2 separate regions of the Mus musculus genome follow, and region 2 is linked to region 1. Evidence: chromatin contacts called from public HiChIP or PLAC-seq data. All regions are on one chromosome and are shown on one strand. The core of a region is the stretch at or near the end of the contact, and the rest is flanking DNA. Distances in the headings are between cores, read along the strand shown. Region 1 overlaps Ptprk (protein tyrosine phosphatase, receptor type, K). Region 2 overlaps Themis (thymocyte selection associated).

The links. HiChIP or PLAC-seq counts read pairs in DNA pulled down with a chosen protein or histone mark.
Region 2: a contact with region 1 is called in an H3K27ac HiChIP or PLAC-seq map of T-cell acute lymphoblastic leukemia, with 4 times the contacts expected there. The contact joins two enhancer-like sites. A contact is called at or near these places in 1 of 15 datasets of contacts at CTCF or cohesin (CD8 T cells), 3 of 484 Hi-C or Micro-C datasets (Th1 cells and cerebral cortex), 3 of 115 datasets of contacts at active chromatin or transcription factors (CD8 T cells and T-cell acute lymphoblastic leukemia) and 1 of 9 other capture datasets (embryonic stem cells).

The regions. Positions count from the first base shown.
Region 1 is chr10:28,498,474-28,501,560 of GRCm38.p6, reverse strand. All of the region lies in intron 13 of Ptprk (protein tyrosine phosphatase, receptor type, K), which reads right to left. Among named protein-coding and RNA genes, the nearest start is that of Themis, 170 kb to the left of the region's middle. Within about 2 kb of position 1,325, at least 3 of the 459 cell types and tissues checked have an H3K27ac peak or open chromatin away from gene starts, as enhancers often do. A contact at or near this core is called in T-cell acute lymphoblastic leukemia, where this site is marked.
Region 2 is chr10:28,694,481-28,697,583 of GRCm38.p6, reverse strand. The region is part of intron 1 of Themis (thymocyte selection associated); the gene reads right to left. Among named protein-coding and RNA genes, the nearest start is that of Themis, 28 kb to the right of the region's middle. Within about 2 kb of position 1,738, at least 32 of the 459 cell types and tissues checked have an H3K27ac peak or open chromatin away from gene starts, as enhancers often do. A contact at or near this core is called in T-cell acute lymphoblastic leukemia, where this site is marked.

The sequences.
Region 1 (3,087 bases), core at 76-2,575:
GAATATGCAGCTAGAATGAAGTATTGATTAATAGGAACTCTCAGACACAAACTGCCTACCTGTATCTGATCAGGCAGTAGACCATGCAAACAGCATTTTCTCTAATAGTAAATATAAATATATATCTGAGTTCCAGCTAGGGTAGTGCTAGGAAGAGAGCAAAGAAGCCCTTTAAAGTTCAGGGCCTTTCCTCTTCCATGAGAAATACATTTTTTTGGGAGGGAGGGGATGAAAGTCTACTTACGAAGGAACCATATACATCCTTGTTATGTGATTTAAGAAAATAACATTAAATGAAGAATATTCCTGGCATATAGAGGTTATTGGGAGAACTGACTTTAGCAAAAGAAAAATCAGCAATATCCCTTTTTAACTTTCTAGTTCGAGTTTTGTAATTAATGTTCAGAGTTCTTATGTTCAGCTGCAGATAATATTTTAATACATAAAAATGAAGTCAGAGAGGTTCACATCAGCAAAACATATTTTTGTGCTGCTAAGGAACACTCATTCATACAATGTTTAATGGAATTTTAATCTTTTACCACAATGGCTCCATAGAACGTCAAAGTAATAAGATATTTCCTTTAGAGTTTCTGCTTAAATACATCAAACCATTTAGTTCTTGTTAAGACATTGACTACTGTCTTCATCCTGGGAACCAACAAAGTTATAGAATCGCAGTGACCAAGTTGAAGCATTTTAGCTAAACTGTCTTATTTATGTATGTAAATCGATATTTGAATGAAGAGATCATGTACTATCACTTATTCTAGCCACAGGTCATCCAAAGAAAACGTACATTAAACTTAATATGTATCAGTTTACAAACTCTTGTTAACCAGACTCACACAGCTTTCGAGATATTTCGTGAACTAGAATGTGACATATAAATGCACATGTCAAGAAACACAAAACAACCTCTGCTACATATGCAACTTGTTACATACCCATGCTTGGCTACTTTTCAGAAATGCAGGCAGTGCTGTAACCAGTTTGATTAAATATTAAAGCAGAACTATATACCTCAGATTTAAATTTAATTATCAATTGAACAAATATTTGTCGTACATAATAAGACTTTCATCTTGTACTTGTCCCTGGAATATAGTGATATATGAGACTCTTGAGTCACAGAATTCATCTTGATTAAGTATTTAAGTTAAAAAAAACCAAGCAAATACACATTGTCTAACTGTATTCAACATGGAAAACTAGAATATCTTAAAACAGATACATCTGGACTTGAAAAGACTCCTGCTCTTCTCAGCAAACTTGACTTATCTATGAAGGGCATTTGGGAAGCAGGGACCCACCTTCTTAGTACTTGTAGCTGGGGGTGTAGAGGTGAAGACAGGGGTAGGGTCTGAGGAATGTAGAGGTGGGACACAGGATGACCCCATAGGGATGTCACGTAGATTACAATGGAGTGTTTTCTAACTTTCTGGTCATCCCAGCCAACCCTGGCTCGGTTGTCCTTTTGTTGACACTATTTGAGAAGTGAAATGATTTTGTTTCCCTGAGCATCAGGGGCAGTCTCCCACGTGCCAAAGATCTGCCTATGGACTCAGCATTGTTCCTACGCACACTTATACAGTTCTCATCACTTTATTACCTTTCTCTAAAAAAAAAAAATCAAGAAATCTACTAATGAACCTATGTATACATGCATAACCGCAAAGCCCACACATCTCATACATGTATATGGCTTAGACAGTCATTAACAAAAGTGCACACTTGTTTAACTAGTCAGTCCTTTACTGGAAAGTTTCTTTGTACCCCTTGATAGGATGTGCAGTTAATGAAATTTTGATCATCAAATAGGTCTTCAAGATGCTTTGTCTGAAAATTTTTATCTTCATGCTGAAAATTTTCAGACAAAAGGCAACCATAATGATAAGGTACTTTTTTACTGTGCACTGAGGCAATAAGACAGTGTCACTTTACTAAGTGTGATATTCTATCTTCAATTTACCTTTACTTTCCTATTCATGTTTTTTCCATAACTGCATACAATGGTTTACGTGGTTCAAAAGCAAGGTTAAAAACCTGTTCACCTAGGGCCGGGACACTGTGATATTCTAGATTTAAAGCAGTGACAGAAACCACAGAGGCTCTTACATGAGCTTCTAAAGAGGTCTGTTAGTAAGATACTGATGCACTGTATAACTAAGGTATAAAAACAGTGCTTAACATAAGTAATAGCTTCAATATTCTAGGGCTTGTTCAAAGAGCATTGTGTGTGTAACAGCCTCTTCATCTGCAGCGGATATGTTTCAAGAGCCCCAATAGATGACTAAAATCACAGATAATATTAGATTCTGCAAATACTACTTCTTCTACATGTATATGATTATGATAAAGTATAATATAAATTAGATATAAGATATTGTGAATTATAATAAGGCACAACAATTATAGAAATACACTATAATACCTGCCAGAGTAAATCCATTTGTACTTTGAAGTCATTATTAAATAAACTAGGTGTTCATGAATACAAGCAGAGCAACACAGCAACATGTGATCTAGTACCAAGGTGGTTTGTAAGTTATATGACAGGTGTTTAGTGTATTCACCATAAAAGCTGTGGACATAGGGGTGGCTCGGGTCCTGGGCAGAGTGAAGCAAGATATATCATAGATAACAAGAAAGGAAACCCCAAATGAGGACAGAGTATTTAATATGTTCCCTAAATCTTCAAAAAGTAGAGTGATAAGTATTTTATTACGAGCATTTGGTAAATGCAGCTTTAGTCACTTGTCCAAAGCTGAGAGGCAAAATCAGGATCTAACCCAGATAGTCTAAGGCCAGAGTCTTTATGCAGAGTATGCCAGTCTGTCACCTGCAGGAAAACCTCACGAGAACAAGGGAAATGACCACAAACAGAAATCTTCTTAGCCACCCTCCAGGCTGCTTGCTAATGTTCTGTGTCACATGCTAAGATCAAATACCACCATCTATAATCCTCCCTGGAGCATAGATACTGCTCCATTTGACATCATGCATTTATTGTCATCCAAAAGAGGACAGAGTGACTGAAAGACAGCTCACGCAAAAACAAGAGAATGGAAAGAAAATTTGACATGT
Region 2 (3,103 bases), core at 489-2,988, 200 kb before region 1:
GACAGCTGAATCAAACTGGAAGAGGACAGAGGAGAAAAACATGGTGAAAACAGCTAAAATTGAGGGTCATTTGAATGGGACCCTGATTTAGTAGACACTTCCTAATATATGCATATATGAAGGAAATCTAAATGATACCCCCAAATAAGGCCCAAATGGAAATTTCTTGTCACCAAATGAAACTTCCAGTATGGTAAATGGGTTTTTCTAATTGAGTTGCTGTCCAAAGGAATGTTATGGGAATCTCCAAACAACTTGTGCTGTTACCAAGGTTGCTCTCCACAAACTGTCAGCTGAAGACAGTACCTACACAACTCATTGAGAACACAGACAAGTTGAGCTGGTGCCATCCTAGAGCCTTCACCCCCTAAGAACTAGTAGATTCTTAGTAGAGGACTTTTTTTTCCTTTGCACTCTACCAAAGGAAAATGATAAACTCAACTCTGCTGCAAACCTTTCAGTTAATAATAGTGTCCTACCTGCAAGGTATGCTAGTGCAATGGTGGCACAAAGACAGAGGGATAATGGTGTTTACAGAACCCATGAGTTATCAAATAAAAATCCCAAGGCAAGAGGCGACTTGTTGGTCAAGGATCTGAAGGTCCTAGAGGTCTCCCAAACAGTCTGAGATACTACCATTGTTCTTGACTGCCCACAAGAACTAGATGGTGAGACGCTGTCACTAATGGCACACACAGTTCCAGGACATAGAGAACTCAGGCTGGACCTGAACTTCATACTTCCACCTTACTGGCTGGCTTTCACAGGGCCCAAAGGTGCTAGGAAAGTTCCTGGGTGAGAAAAGTTGTCGTCAATCTGATCTAGATATGAATCTTATGAGTTAAGTAACCACCTGCCAGGCATGAAACACTCATGGGTATAATGGTGCTGTGACCATTATGGGGTAACCAATCACTTTTTGATTGATTGGCTCTGATGCCCTCTTCACTGGAAAGAATTCATGACTCATCCTGTCAACCTAGTCAAAAGCCCATGACTAGGCAGTTAATAGGTCCTAGATGGAACCTAGGACTGCTGATTTGCTAAAGGCACATGATGCCATATTTCTTTTTCAATATTTGTGCTTTTACACATACATTATTGCTGCTCTCTGCTTTGGTCAGAGAAGCCTCTCTTAGCATTTGTCAGGTGTTAGTGCATAAACTTACGTGACTATTGAATTCCAGACATATAAATCTTACATTTGCTACAAAAATCTTATAAAAATGTTTCTGCCTCTGAAAAGATAGACATTCATTACATTTTACTTTCCTCAGATATTCCAGAGCTGAAGCCAAAAAAGCTAACAACCTAGAAATGCCAAATGGGTACAACTAAAATATGTTCAAACTTCACATGCTTATATAATCTAGAAATGCCAAATGGGTACAGTTGAAATATGTTCAAGTTTCATTTGCTTATACAATCTTAGTCCTCAATATACTGAGTTAGAAAACCTTGAGTATAAGTACACCCTTAGTTAAGTATTAATAAAATGATGGGGGTCTGATCTTGGCAACATAACAATAGCTGTCTCTAAACAAAACAAAATCCTTATGAAAAGTCTCTTGGCTCTAGCTGAAAGATTAGGAAGCAATAAGTATACAATGGCCATACTACTTACTGCAGCCAAATGTCATAGAAAACTGGCTGTGTTTCATACATCAACAAAGAGGAGTAGATACGCTGGGTACCTTCTAATTCAAGACCTGCACACTGTCTCACTCCTGAGGTTTGCTCAGATTGTATCAGAAAGAGTAAAGTTCAGCACTGGGACTTCCATCTTACTAAGGCACTACTAATTTCCACAACCCTGTGTGAAAACCACAATGAGATCTTGGACTCTCATTCCCACCATAAAGCATTCAACTATTCCTCCTCCCTCCACTGGGGTGATGTCTGGTGAAAAAGCAGGAATTTTGTCAGCAAAGCATCTATGTACCAAACAGTGCAAGTACAGGCTTTCATAGACCAAAAATACTGTACTCTAAAGATCCTAGGGTAGTGTTTGTGAAGTACCAGGGGTCCCATCTGTTATCTCTCCCTAAGGTGTCCCAGGAAGCTTGCTCCAACTATAATAGTACCAAAAAATTCAAAAAAGAAGTCTTGGAAAAGATATGCCAAACAAACATTTCTCAAAGAAAGTAGAAATTTATATATGTTAAAGTAAACTTTGCAGCAGAAATATCTAATACAGACAAAGGAATAAAAAGAACAGGATGGTAAGTGAGTCGTTTTACTAAGGAGATATTATGGTGCTCGGAATGTACTTACCAAACCACAGAGGCCAAAAACTCCCCGTGATAACTGAGAGGAGAAAACAGAAGTCACGGCTGCACCTGGAAACTACATCAACCCCTCTCAACAACCGATCAAAGTGCTAGACAGGTTATCAGTTGAATCACAGAGTTACTCAGCAATGCTGTCAACTACAGAATCCAATGTCCACAGAAATAACCCTTTGCCTAATGACAGAAAAATGCAGTGTTCAACTGCTCACAAAACCACAGTGGAATAAACTGTGTCTTACGAAAAAGGCATGGGTGTGGGGATAGTGAAGAGATGGCTCATCAGTTGAGAGCATTGGTTGCTCTTCCAGAGGATCAGGGTCTGTGACTCCAGTTCAAGGGATCTGATGCTCTTTTCTGGACTCCACAGGCACAGGACATGCAAGTGGTGATCAGGCATACAGATAGACAGAGTGCCCATAAAATACAATAAAATAAACTTACAATTTAAAAAGATTCATCAAAAGCTTAAAAGAATTGTGTCAGAATAGTCTATGATGACAAATTAAACCAAATTACAAAAAGGTAATAGGAAATTCCCTTTACACTTAAAAACCAGACAACATACAGCCAAGTGATGTACTGAAATCAATGCCAATGGAAATACCGTATGTCAAACCTTGTGCGACACAACTGAGTTAAAAGCGAAGGCTTTAGCACTGGTGACTTATTTTAGAAGTTCAAGGCCTCAGAGCAGTAAGCCCCTAGCTTGAGGACATTTGAAAATAAACAATAGAAAAAAGAATCACTGAAGTAAATAAAAGATAGAAAACTGCAACAAAAAAGGTGAAGAAGAGCTCATCACAGAAGGGGAG